Regions from separate parts of the Mus musculus genome. Here all the other regions are linked to region 3. A link is a contact called in public HiChIP or PLAC-seq data. All regions are on one chromosome and are shown on one strand. Each heading gives the region's core, a stretch centred on a gene start, on an enhancer-like site or on the middle of the called end of the contact. The rest is flanking DNA. Distances are from core to core; before and after follow the strand shown.

Evidence for each region. HiChIP or PLAC-seq counts read pairs in DNA pulled down with a chosen protein or histone mark.
Region 1: a contact with region 3 is called in an HNF4G HiChIP or PLAC-seq map of pancreatic cancer cells. The contact joins the promoter of 0610040J01Rik here to the promoter of Arap2 in region 3. A contact is called at or near these places in 5 of 39 promoter capture datasets (the C10 cell line, hippocampal neurons, liver and 2 more) and 5 of 115 datasets of contacts at active chromatin or transcription factors (bone marrow-derived dendritic cells, large pre-B cells, pancreatic cancer cells and 1 more).
Region 2: an H3K27ac HiChIP or PLAC-seq map of stem cell-derived neural progenitor cells shows a contact between it and region 3, with 5 times the contacts expected there. The contact joins the enhancer-like site here to the promoter of Arap2 in region 3. A contact is called at or near these places in 1 of 39 promoter capture datasets (embryonic stem cells), 1 of 15 datasets of contacts at CTCF or cohesin (pro-B cells), 1 of 484 Hi-C or Micro-C datasets (B cells) and 4 of 115 datasets of contacts at active chromatin or transcription factors (large pre-B cells, neural progenitor cells and stem cell-derived neural progenitor cells).

Annotation. Positions count from the first base shown.
Region 1 is chr5:63,809,846-63,814,438 of GRCm38.p6, reverse strand. It overlaps 0610040J01Rik (RIKEN cDNA 0610040J01 gene), which reads right to left and starts at 1,944. Exons shown (of 4, transcript NM_029554.4): 1 at 1,844-1,944. It overlaps Nwd2 (NACHT and WD repeat domain containing 2), which reads right to left. Exons shown (of 7, transcript NM_177006.3): 7 at 3,893-4,593.
Region 2 is chr5:63,765,347-63,769,728 of GRCm38.p6, reverse strand. All of the region lies in intron 3 of Nwd2 (NACHT and WD repeat domain containing 2), which reads right to left. Among named protein-coding and RNA genes, the nearest start is that of 0610040J01Rik, 45 kb to the left of the region's middle. Within about 2 kb of position 2,013, at least 29 of the 459 cell types and tissues checked have an H3K27ac peak or open chromatin away from gene starts, as enhancers often do. A contact at or near this core is called in neural progenitor cells, pro-B cells and stem cell-derived neural progenitor cells, where this site is marked.
Region 3 is chr5:62,763,420-62,768,228 of GRCm38.p6, reverse strand. It overlaps Arap2 (ArfGAP with RhoGAP domain, ankyrin repeat and PH domain 2), which reads left to right and starts at 2,052. Exons shown (of 33, transcript NM_178407.3): 1 at 2,052-2,335.

The DNA of each region.
Region 1 (4,593 bases), core at 695-3,194, 1.0 Mb before region 3:
TTTCTAAGAAACATGGGCAGTGGGCTACTGGGCACCTCCACCAGTGACAGGAAGAGGTCAGGGCTTGCTTTGCCCTTGGGCTGAGACTGGCTCCTGGTCCCAGCATTGAGAACACAGGTTTCAGGTTCTGAGAAGTGCTGGGTCAGAAGTTAGGGAATCTTTCCATTTTTAGGAAAGAGAATGTGCTGAGACAGTAAGCAAGGGTTTTGTTTTGTTTTGTTTTGTTGTTTGTTCGTTTGTTTCATCTTAAATTCCAGGTCTGCAAAATTTCTTTGGAATATAGTGAACATGAACCACATTTATCTTTAGAAATTACTAGGTATCAAAACCTTCCTGGGTAATGAGTCCCCAGGGGGCATGAAATAAACATTGATTGTAGAAGAAGTGAAGGAGCAGGATCAAAAGATGGGCAAGAGTTGGTGAGCAGGAGAAATGAACCACACATCACCTTCCTGTGTCTGCCTGTCACCTCTGAATCTCCCACTGAGCCTTGGAGCTGGCTGTTTACTGATTCTTCATACTTCCCAGAAACACTAACAACCCAGAACTCTCCTAAAGGACCGAGGCTCCATATTGTTGTTGTGGAGACCTGTCCTAGGACAAGGATTTTTACCAAAGAGGCTAGCAAGGTGTTTCAGAGGCACTGGTGCTTAGATGAGGAGAGCTACCATCTCCTCTTTACAGTAGTAACTGGAAACATATATGGGAGATACTATTATTTCTTCCTAAAAATAGTATCAACTAGACAAGTATAAGGGAAATACTATTGTATCCTCCTTAAGATAGTATTAACTGGAAAATTATGTGGGAGGAAACAACTTCAACAAATACAGAACCAACTGCCTTTAAAAAATAACCACTACTCCCACTTCTTTTCCATTCACGGTTCCAAGACTTTCTTTTCTCCAGCGATATTCTTCACCATAGCTGAGTTACAGCCACCCAAGGCAATCAGCCACAGGCCACAACCAACAAACACTCTCGCAGAAACCAGCACAGAAGTGACTCCTGGAACACCCACTTCCTCTACATTCATCGCGCAAATGTCTATACCAGGATGGAAAAGTAGACATTCAGAGTCGATGGAGATGGAATTATTTTGTTTTGCATTTAAGGTTAATTATGGTTCTGGGAGTGGGTAAAAGTCCCCCTGATATCTGCCTGGTATTACTGGAAAATTCTGCATTGGTGATATATATATATATATATAATCTCACCTCATCAGGGCTGTCCAGGCTACAAAGACCCAGGCGATTGACCTGGTAGATATTTGTCTATTAAATATTTACAGCCTGCGACCATTTAGCTCTCTCTCTTTGGCGCCCACTTTCCTAGTCCCAGGCTCTTGCGGAACACCACAGCGTCGTTGTCCCTTCATGCACCCTCACCATCGCCATAGACCCAACCCCAGAACCCAAGGACATTTCAAAGAAGGGCGGGGGCGATCAAATTCCTTTCCCGTTTTAATCAATAAAACCCCCCTAGAAGCGTAAATATGGTGACCCCGGGACACAGGGAGATGGGAAGATCTCTTACAATTTGTCCAGGTTTAAGTTCCCAGGAACAGCAGAGAGCTCAGGAATTGGGAGTTTAAAAATAAACCATTTTACCCAACCAGCACCAGCGCCTTTAGTTTGGAAACCTGTTTCTTGTCGCCACTCTTAGCATGCCTAGGTTGAATTCCGTGACTTCTCCTGAAGTCATCAAATCATCCATTGCCTTGCCTCATAGTTCCTCCTCGCGTCCCCTTGAGAGAAGGGGAGCCCAGAAGCAAAGTCGGGACTCCCGCCCAGGACCAGCCCTCTTCCCGGAGGAGCCCGGCGCAGTCCCGGACCGTACTTACCTGCGGCGGGGCGGCGGCTCCAGAGTCGCGGCGCCCATGGCTTCGTGGGCCTCGGGCGTCCGCGCTGGGACACGCGAGTGGGTCAGCGACGCCCGGAGCCTGTCGCGCTGCAGCCTCAGCCCGGGCTGCGGTCATTGGGCCGCCGCGTCACGTGGACGGGGAGCGGGCGAGCCTCCCAGGCAAGGGTAACCCTTTACCTGCGCCTTGGCCCGCGTGCGCAGGCGACAGGGACAAGGGGACGTCCGGTGATCTATGTTTGAGTGAGTGGTCAGCGAGCCAGCCCGCATTAGTTGCTAGATCGAGCGCACATTGCTTGTCGCCCGCCCGATGGCTAGACAATCTGCTCAGACGCTGCAGTGACGGTCGTTCCTAGGGGCTACAAACTTGCCTGTGCCCCAAAGGCTATTAGTGGGACACGTGAAAGAACCCCGGTTTCAGACCCCTTCCCTTGGAGTGTCAGGATATGGGACACTTCACCCAACACACTTTACCTACGAAGGGTAGAGAACCGGTGCTTTAATCTTGAAATTCGGTTTAAGATTTCGGTCTTCGGTCCACCTGGCCCAGAAGCTGTGGAGAGCTGGCATTTCCAGAAGCCAGGAAAATGTGTTGAGCAATTGCGCCATCTAGCTTCCTCTCTTTCCTCTCCATGCTCAAGGCTCGCAGTGAGAGGATTAAAAGGCAATGCGGGGAGAAGCAACTGAGAGAACTTCCCAAAGACCTAATTTTCTCCAGCGAGTTTTGAGTTGGACATCCCCGCTGTCTTCACAGGCATTTGCCACGCTCTATGGGAGAACACTCAGTGGTTTTTTTGTCCTTTTTAGTGCTAAAATACCTTTGTGCTTTCAAATGTCGATTTACGAGGGAAATCATACGTTGTTGAATGTCATTTATTGATTTGAAGAAAAAAATTTCTTGTTAGAATAAATGATGCTCAGGTTCAATTTCCAGCCTTGTCAGAAATTCCATGGGATACTGGTCCATTTATATATGAATTAGGTTTTTCGGATCAAAAAGAGACTTTGGAATTTGTTTTGGGTTTTTAGAGTCAGTGGGGAGAAACTTTGAGGTTCAACTCAGTAGTAGTAAAGAGAGGAAGGTAAGAAACTTGATAATGCCTTTAGTTTTCTTTTAACTCTTGGGTATTTAAAGTTCTTTTAAAGTAATTGTTTTGTTGAGAACTACATACACAATTGCATCTGATTGTTGTTTACAATATCACCAAAGCTTTCCAATGCTGCCTGCCATGTTTAAAGATATTTTGGGGTGGGGGGAGGTATATATGGGAATTCTCAGATCAACGGTGTGTGTGTGTGTGTGTGTGTGTGTGTGTGTGTGTGTGTGTGTGTGTATGTGTGTGTGTGAAGGTATCTGGAGAGGTTCTCCAAGGTCGTGTTCACTCACCTGGGAATTCCCGAGCGGCACTAGTCCTTGGCTATTTCCTGCTCCAGCCACAAGGGTACCCCTTGCACGGGTACACAGGGAACTTATTTTCTCCCTATTTTGCTGCTGAGTCTGGAATTCTAGAATGCAAGAGCTATTTCATTTACTTCCGTGTTCTTGGTGGAATGTGTGACTGGGTAAATGCTTGCTGACTGAATTCATCAGCTACTTCTGTATATTTGGAGAGAAACAAACAAACAAACAAACAAACAAACACAAACTTGGGCATACTAGTAACATCCAGTGATCTTTAGTAAACTAGCTGAATTTCTCACCTGCAAACTAGTAAAGATGTTAGAAGTTACTGTCACCAAGTGACTACTGGGCACTGAGTTCTTTATTTTCATGTACTTTGAGAAAGCTAACCAAGATGCTAGTGATGTACTGGAATTAGGTCCATGGTCCTTTCTTTTCACCTATAAATGTGGAATAATAATAGTGCCAAACTTTTGAGACTATTGTGTAGACGCCATGGCTTTGTGTCTGGAGCTCCTGGAATATTCTAGGGCCCCTTCGGCACCTGGTCAATTTGAATAATTACCGGTAAGTGAGGTCTTCCACATCTGGCCAACCTCAGTGGTGAAAAAAAAATCAGTAGCACTCAAGTTTTTAGTAGCTCATCTTTTATTCATACAAACGATACATACACAAGACTGTATATTGTTTGAACACTGAAATAACTTTCTAGTGTAACAACTCTGTAACAAAATTTTAACTAAATGTAACATTTATGAAAATATAAATCTCTGATTGGGTAATTCATCCCAACAATACAAAGTTTACATAAAAACATTCAACATGAGCTATCAGTTGCAAACATGTTAGGAAAAAAAATCATTCAAGTCACTTGTTACACTCTAGAGGTTTTTTTTTTTTTCTTTTTTCTTTTTTTTCACAGAACACTCACACACTACATGTAACCCACCTAGGCATTTAGTTCTTAGAAATGTATGGCATGGACGTTCAACTGATAAGAACAGGAATAAGAATGTGTTGGCTGAAGAGCTGAAAGTATGGACTCCAGATCACGTGTATATAGATCTTAGCCCTTCAAGGGCTTCCACTTACTGGTTGGTAGCTAAACTAGGAGGAATACATTGAACAAAGGTGTTTCACCATGGAGAAGGGTGTTGCTATCTGAACAACACCTTCAAATGCTTACGTGTTAAATCCTTCCACCAGTGGAATACAACTGGATTCTCTAGGGGTTTAGATAATTTTCCCTTTTCCTACCGTGTCAGCAATCAAGATGGCACTGTGTAATGTTTTTCTCATATCACTCCCTGGCATCCCCACCAGGTTAACAG
Region 2 (4,382 bases), core at 764-3,263, 1.0 Mb before region 3:
GCTAGTGAAGTGCTAGCTGTTTTTCAGAATTCATCCTTTTAATAAAGTCTTTTAATAAGGAGATTAAAATGCATTGGCCCCTACTAAGAGACCTGTCTCACCTCTGGGGTTGCATTCACATCCATTTTGTGTTTTTTATATGCTGGCATTATCTATTCTGGGCATTTTCGAGTTGTAACCTCTATTGAAAAAATGTTTCTCTATTGTTTGACAAAGTTATTTTTTTGGATAATATAGAGGTCAGGAAATAACAAAAGGCTTTGGTTTAAAAATTTAAGATGGCTGAAATTCCTGGCGGATGGGTTCGAAAATTTTGCTTCATGGCCGGCAGTGTCCTTTGTAGAATTTCTGATAGAAATGTTAGGAAGAAAGGGCAGCACAGTGAAGATTACTCAAGGCCTGAAAGGCAGTTTTCTCTGAACCCCATCTTAGCTGATTATAATCAAGGTCAGCGTTCTTTCTTCAGGATGTTTGCTACTATCCTGCAGTGGCCCTTTTGTTTTCTAAGAAGCAAGGCCAACATTCTTGGTCAGCCTTTTTCACTTCTGATGGTTCTGTGGGCTGCCGCCAATGGTTCGGACAGGGAAAGCAGTGCCAGCTCAATTAGCTGTTTGCTTAAGGATGGCTTAGATACTTTTATGACAGAGGAGTAAGAATGGGGACAGGATGATGTGGAGTAGTCCCCAAGTTCACAGTCAGCCCAGGGCAGAGAGAGAGAGAGAGAGAGAGAGAGAGAGAGAGACAGAGAGACAGAGAGACAGAGAGACAGAGAGAGACAGAGAGAGAGAGAGTGACAGAGACAGAGAGAGAGAGACAGAGACAGAGAGAGAGACAGAGACAGAGACAGAGAGAGAGACTTGGTTCCTGGAGATTCTATAAGAGTGAGACTAGAAATAGCTAGGTGTATTTGCATACACCTTTGATCCCAGCCCTTGAGAGCCAGATGCAGGTGGATCTGTATGCATTCAAGGCCAGCTTGATCTACACAGTGAGATTCTTTCTCAAGCAAGCAAACAAACAAAAACAAAAACAAAACAACAACAAAAGAAGTGTCGGACAGCTGTGCCTGGTGGACACAATCAGACAGTGCCCAGGTAGCTAAGCTGTCTGCTACAGAGGAACCTGCTGAGCATCCTCCTGAGTACAAGGCTCCAGGAAAGCAAGAACTTTGAGGGCTAAGCTCCAGCTTCACAGAGCTGACTCCATCACGGTCCACCATGGTCCACCATAATAACACAGCTGACTGTCCTGGCTTCCTTCTTCTTACCTCCTCCTGGCTAGGCATGTTCCCTGTGCTCTTGACCGTGGCTATGACTCGTTCCTTCCGGTTCCTGCTGCCTTGACTCTCTTCAGTGACTGGCCTGTAACCTGAACATGCATACTAAAAATAAACCATCTCTCCCCCCAAGTTGCTTCTCCCTTGGTGTTTTAATCAGAGTAACAGAGACAAGGCTGTACTTCAGCCCCACCCTTCTCCCCTCAGAGATGCCTGAAAGCAGTGGGAGAACCCACCTCTCTCTGGGCTGCTTCTTCAAGTGCATACCTGCCCGAGATAAAGTGTAATTTGAAAATTAGGCACAGCGAGGGGATAACAATCAGATAAGATGGTTATAACAATACACTGCAATCAAAGTTACACGAGAGTGGCCTCTTTCTTCAAAGAACCGGGATGGGTACTAATATTTTCCATCTGTGGCTGACTGCTGGTAGCTGAATCCCCAGAACCCACGGGCGAGTCGGGGTTACTGTGCATTGTCGCTGCTCGGGCTGTGCTGTTGTTTGTTTGTTTTGTTTTTGTTCTTTCCGTTGTGAAACGCCACTCATTTCCCGCCTAGAAGACAGCAGAGTCCTTCAGCATGGCTAGCATGCTGCTTAATGATCATGTTTTTAGGCTGTGGGATTTTGAATGGCCCTCACAAATGTTTTCCTAGTTGTTGGCAAGTGGCAGCGCACAGATGCAGTTTGTGATGCAGTAAGTGAGAGTGGCTGAAGTGATCTCATTGTACGCAGGCATGGGATAGTAAACGCCTCCAAACTCTACACTGGGAAAATAAACAAAGAAGAGTCCGTGGCGCTTACACAGAGTCTGATTTTTAATGAACTGCAAGTGAAAAGCCTACCCGCTAAATTCCATAAAATTACTTCACTCAGACACAGAAGAGAGACCTATCCTTGGCTCAGAGATGAGACTGCCACCACACAGTTGCACGCTCCCACCCTTTCCTTTCAAAAGTGCCTCTGACTAACGACATGACATATGTGTGCAATCTAAATGTGTACTGACAGGTTTCGAAATGATCATCAAAGTCATTCCTGAAGATTTCCCACTGATGACCAGTAAGATTTCTAGTGTGTGACTTAAACTGAGAAGTGGCCATCACCTCTAAGGTCTTTTCTGCTTCTAAGTGTTGGTGGCTTTAGGACACAGTGACACAGGTAATTATCTGAGTAGGCTCTGGTCCAACAAACCTGAATCTCTGGAGGAGGGGAAAATGGGTCTAGGGATGTTGATGTTCTGCTCAGACGAAGCCCAGTGCCTATGCTAACTTACTGCACGCTGAGCTTTTCAGAACAGTGATGCTGTGTTTCAAAGATTACCCACTCTCAAAACAAACCGAATACCCCATCCAATGTACTAACATGCATTTAGTTTAATATTTCAATAAAATCTTCTTATGGAATCTATCGGTCTCTTTCTTTCTATCCCTCCTTCCCTCCCCTGTCTCTCCTTTTTAATTTGCTTAGCCACAGGTTACATTCTGTGCATTAGCCACGAGATGGCGCTCTCACATTTGAGGAATGAAAGTGGAAGTCTAAAGTTTGAACTCTGTAAAACTAAACATACATCTGATTCAGTGTTAATTTTTTGTCCAGACAAGAAGCCATTTATGTTACAAGAAAAGCACATGGCCTTTGGAAAGGAGAGGATTTTGGGAAGAGTAGTGACCACTGTCCGGGCTGGTTCTTCTCTGATTCCACTACCAAACATGAGGCAAGCATTACGTCCTTTTTTCTATCTGAGGAAACAGGCCCAGGAAGTTTATGTAAAAGGTAACGTACTCGGAATAGGGTAGACATTGTCAATGTGGAGGTGGCAGAGTGGAGGGTGGACTTCAAATCTAATCACCAAGTTCCAAAAAAATGGAGGCAGAACTTAAAATCCCAACGCATTGGGCTCTGGCTTCTAGTTGTGTGTAAGAGTGATGATGGGTCATTGTACTAATATGAATAAATGTGTAGAAAGTGAACACACACTTTACCACTCCTTCCCACATATGTAAGATATAAAATATGAACATTTAAAGAAAAAGAAAAGAAATGTAGGAGAACAAAGAGTCAAAGAGGCTTGAGAGAGTGGCTTTTATGAGAATGGTTTTTGTTTCATTTAAAGTGGAAGGTCCCCCACCCCCAGCCCTCCAGGGACTCAACATGGAAAGAGTACAGTGTTTATAGGGCCACACAGTCACTTCAGCCCCTCTTTGGTCAAGCGCCTCTCCCTCAGTGAGGTATGTTTTGATCATTTCTACCCATGGTTCACCAGGCAAGACTGTGCTGTGCAATCTAAAGTATGGATGTTAAGCCTCCATACACAAGGGTACAGTATCTCTGTTGATTAGTTTTCATTGGGCTAGAGAGGTGGCTTGGCAAGTAAGAGGACTGGCTGGCTGCTTTCCCAGAGCACACACATGGTGGCTCAGAACCCTCTGTAATCCCAGTTTCAAGAGGATTCAATGCTGTCTCCTGGCCTCCACAGACGATACATGCGCATGGTCCTTAAACACGTTTGCTGCCAAAACATATGTGTAAAACAAGTAGACACATTTTTGTCACATTTGTTATTTATTTATTTATTTATTTATTTATTTATGTATTTATGTATGTATGTGTGTGCATGTGCGGGGTGGCTTGACAAGGCACATATATGGAGCTAAGAGGATAAGTCCCTGTTCTCTTTGTTTTCTATCATACAGTTCCTGGGAATTGAACTCAGGTTTAGAGGCCAGCACCTTCACCTGCTGAGCTGTCTCACCGATTCTTAATTTTTATCTGTATGTAATCACGGTGGATATCTTTGAGTGGGGAGGGGTTTAAATGTAAAATAGTATTAAATTAATCACATCTCTTTTTTTAAAATGTGTCCTCTAGAAAGCATGTAAATGTCTTGTGTGCCTCATTGCCATTTTTCTATTGGCTGGGCAGAGTTGGGATAACGTACTGGTTCTCGATTGAACAAAACAATCAATGATAATCCTTTTACTGAATTGGGAAAGACAGGGCAAACGCACGTCTAAGGATGAAAATGATGGTTCTGGTCAGGATGGGCAATGCTGGAGATGCTTACAGGCTATCCAAGCAGAGACAGACCAAAGCAGGGCTGTGAG
Region 3 (4,809 bases), core at 803-3,302:
TAATTTATGCTGTACTAATACAGCTTAGATGTGCTCAATTTATCTGCTCTTCACTACTGAGCCTCTTTCATCTTCAATTAAACCCGCATTTATAAAACTGGAAGAATTATTTCAGCTCAGAGTTGTGGCATACCTATAAAATATGTATCAGTTGTTTGGCTAGAGACTGGTGATTAACAAGCAATTAATAAAAGGTAGCTTTTACCATCTTTCCCGAGCTATCTCCTCACCCCACCCCTCCAAACCCGCATATGAAGATTCAGCAGACCAACTTAGCACTCAGGAGTGGTGTATGCAGTCTGTAGTGGAGAGGCATTTTGCCTACTACAATGGCTATTAAATCACACGTCTACCCGGCAGCACCATAGTCTGTCCCCTGGGAGAGATGGCATCTAGAGATTGTTTTGTAGTTGTTTACCGTGTATCTTCAGAGTTGCATGCTCAAATTATCCAACATTAAAAAAAAAATTGAAAATCTCGGATAACTGAACGGCATGATTAAGGAACTAAGATGGTCTAAGGACACACGTCCAAACTATCTTATAAAAGCAACTGTGAAAAGTAACATGTTAAAGGTTGCCCCCCCCCCCCCCCCCCCCCGCGAGACACCATAACTGATGTAAGAATACTTGTATATTTGATGGCCTGACTTGTTCCGAGAAGGATTTAAGAAGGCTAATGAAGATTGGGGGTGTGGAGGTGGTGGTGGGAATATATGAGCGCTGTTAGGAGAGAAAGAAAAAGAAACCGGGAGCAAAGGGGGAAGATGAGTCCGGGAAAGAGCAACTCACAGAAAATTTGTAATAAATGGCGTGGAAAGTAAAACTAAAAGCAAAATAAATTAATAAATTAAAAATAAAGAAATAAAAAGAAAGAAACAAAGATTAAACAAAAGAAAAATAACACAGACAAAAAGAATTCTGCAAGTCTTTTGGGAGAAAATGAAGGCAATTTGCCCAGGGCCTTCTTGTGAAACCTTCTGTGTAAAGGATGCTGCAGCTCAAGCCCCTCTTTACCCCCGGAAAGATGGTGGTTTTGGATGGCAGTTGGTGATGTGGACTCGTGAAGGCCTGAGCTCCTGGGAAGCCTCTCACCCTGTGAGCTTCACCCATTAGCTTATTTTCATAATAAGGTCCGCATCACTGTAATTGCTTCACTTTCGTCAACAGATACAGCAGGAAGATAAGTAAGTACTTTCATGTTTTGAGGGAGAAACTCAGGTAGGTAATCTATTAAAAACAAACAACAAACTCAAAACAGGAGTATGAAGCAGGTCAGCAAGGATCCTGCTTGTTCTCAGGTAGGTTTCTGGGATTCTCTCTCTCTCTCTCTTTTTGTTTTTCTCATTGTATCACCAAGATCATTTAAGGACTGATTCAAAGACAGAAAGGCCTTCCAGACTCAAACAACCCCCAGGTTTGAGACCTAGTTTCCCAGAGATAAGTGTTCCTCAGGCCATTGGGTGTTATGCTCCTCCTCCTGAGATTCATCTAAAAAAAGGGATCTTAGAATTTGGTCGTAGCGGTGACTGGGGAGAATCCGACTTTGGGTTTGGTGGATATACTTATTCCTGGAACCTAGGCAAAAGGGTGTCCTAGATGTGTGTGAAGTTTGGGAAACACTGAGGCTACAGGGAAAGTTCTGGGTAGTGTAGCGCTTCTGCATTCAGAGGCGGCAGGATCCACCCCACTGGCCACCCGCCCAGGTCAGCGCACACAGTCCCAGCAACGTGTATCTGTAACCCAGCGAGGGTCTCAGCGGGAGGGTGGCAGGGCCAATCCCCCGCCCCGGGGGGACGCGCCCTTCCAGGGTCGCCACTGGGCAGACGCGCTCCAGGTGGCCTGGGCGGCAGGCGCGGCCGAGCGGCAGGCGGGCTGACTCAGCTGCGCAACAATGCTGCCGAACCGGGACGGCCTGCCCCGCCGCCCCCGCCGTTGAGCTCGGGCCGCCCCCGCCGGCCGCGGATCCCCGCCCCCGGGGCTCGGGAGGAAGCAGCCGGGCGCGGCGCCGAGCACCTGGGCGGCCCGGGCAGGCGCGGCTTCCGGGGCTGCGCGCTCGCCCGCGGAGCCCAGCCGCGCTCCCGCCTCCAGGTGCGGCGCGGGGTCCGCCCGCTCGCCGCCGGGGACAGCGCCCCACGGGGACGAGCCGGCGCTGCGCTGCCGGGGCTCGCGGGCCGCGCGCGAGCGAGGCGAGTCCCCGGGGTGCGCTGGCCGCGGTCCGGTCCCGGGTGCGAGAACGCAGCGCTTCGGGACGCGTGGAGTGCTCGGGCGGCTCTGGATTGTGTCGCTCGGATTGCGCGTCCCGCGAGTGGGCGTCGGAAGAGAAACCAAAGGCGGTAAGTGATTAGAAAGCTGCGCTTGCTTCTGGGATTTGACCCGCACGATTGACAGTCCAGTCAATCAGACTGTCTCATCCCCCTCTGCCCCCGACCAAAAACTGCCTGGGCAAGTTCCAGGCGCTGAGTTCTTTTCTCGGTGGAGGTAATGACTTGGGGCTCTGTGCTCCCCCCTGCACCCCCCACACCCTTCTGGTTACACACTTAAGGGCAGCCCTGTTAATTAACTTTAATTACAATCATTCGGCCTCCACCTGCTTGAACCTAGCACTGTACCAGGGGACCTCTCTGGAGTGCGGTTACCAGGCAGCTCTTTCACCTTTAGTGTGGGAAGCAGTTCTCATGGGAGAATTGGTGTCCATCTATTAATTGAAGTAAGTTTTTATTTTACTTCATTCTGATGTTTTCTTTAGTCTTGGTTTTCTTGGTGGCGATCTGGAGTTTCTTTGACTTGGAAGGTTTGTGAAATTATATTGTGAACAATAGCCTTTGATATTTAGAAAAAAATACAAGAAGTGATAAGATACGCTGTGTGGAAAACTGTCTCAGGCTCTTGTAAGTTAGATGAGAGATACCAAGTTTGTCCTTGAAGTATAGGACACTTAGTAGCACATAAGTTTATTTTTTTTTTTAAGTATTGGAATACGCTATTTTTAAAAGTACATTTAATCGGATGTCATTGTTATTCCCAATAATAGCTTTGTACTTACAAGCCCAGTATCGATTCTCTTCACTTAAGCTTTGTGCACCAGAAGTGTATGGAGCATTGCCTGTAAGTGGAAGGTGGCTATGGATGAGGTAACTTTTTTAAAGGCAAGGAATAACGACAAGATTTTTATTCATGACTTTTATACACTTACAAGAGAAATATGGAAGGCAAAGGCACTTGGTATTCCACTGTTTAACAATGTTTAATAGAGAGAAAATAAAAGTGGGTCGTGCAAGTAGGCTATATCCTAAAATGGAAATATCCCCTGGCTCCTGTCCAAGGAGAGATTGAACACATATTTAAGGTGGGTCTTCACACTAAGAGGGTTTTATATAGACTTGATGTGTCGCAGCCATTTTTTTTTTTAAAAAATGTACCTAGATAGTAAGTCAAAAAGCTTGTTAAAGCTAATTTATATGTGTCTGCTGTTTTGTATTCTTTCCTTCCACTCCTCGGCCTGTCACATGCAGTTTTTTTTTTTTTTTTTTTTTTTTGAGGGGGGAGTTGCTTGTGAAAAGAGTAGCTGAGGGTCCGCTTAGAAACAAATTCTTGTTTTCCTGACATCTCAGGTTCCCAGTTGTGAGGCTCATGGGCACTCAATGAATGCTTTTCAGATTGAAGTACTTTTAGTTACCATGGTTAAATAGAACTCAAGTTCTACTGGATTACAGTTTTTGTGTCTCACATTAGCGTTTGGAAACTGAAGTTTTAAAAACTTGCTTCTGAGGATTCTCCAGGTCCTAGAAGGAGACTTTGCTTTCTGTTTTGTTACTTCCTAACACATTAACTTGCAGCTGAAGAACTCCGTGTGGTGAACTTGACCATAAAATTCAAAGTATGAACGACAGCCGCAGCTTTAATAGTTTCTGTTGTCATGTGCTCCACCCTCTCTTCAGTCTTCTGTTTTGGAGCCACTTACTGGTCTTTTGCACATGCTAAGTTGTGGAGTGTTTCTGATTCTTTGTAAAAGGCTAATCAGGCGATGTCTTCTTATTGGTCCTGGAAATATGTGTTAACTTTTACCCAAACACATTGAATACAAACATAGTGGATGCCTCCTTAAGTCATTTCTACATTAGAGTTTACTATTTTACATTTTAAAAACATTGGTCACAGTGTGGATATATGGCTATATTTCTACCAAGCCTAATGACGTGAGTTTGATCCCCAAGACCCAGAGCCTCATGGTGGGAAGAGACAACTGACTCTAGCAAGTTGACCTCTGACCTCCATGCAAATGCTGTGTCACTCCCATACATGCACATACACATGTACACACATAGAAACAATGCATTAACATATGTAAAATATGTCACCCGAATTGAATATATAATATTAGGAAGGTCATTTGGCTCACATTTTTTCCCTTGATTGGAATAGCAGTGGTATTCTCTTTTAATTATTCTGCGTAGAAATTTTCTTCAAGTTTTTACTCAGCATAAGCAGACTTCTCTACTGATGCTCAAGTGAGAACAAATGTGTTCTGCTATGGATGAGGTGGGGATTTTGTTGAAAGCTATTTCTGTGAGGTAGAGAGAATTATTTTCTGACTTTTATGTGTATCTAGGGGTGGATCGTTGCGGGAAGAAATGGCTCATCATTCCTGAAGGTTCTCAAAAAAAAAAAAAAAAAAAACCAAAACAGAAAACAAACAGTAAAACACCACAGGTTATGCTGTGTGGCCGAGCATGCAGAGAGAAAGGCTTGGTCTGTCCAACAGCAAGGAAAACTGATCATTTCCCTGGTTAACAGATGACTTGGAAGA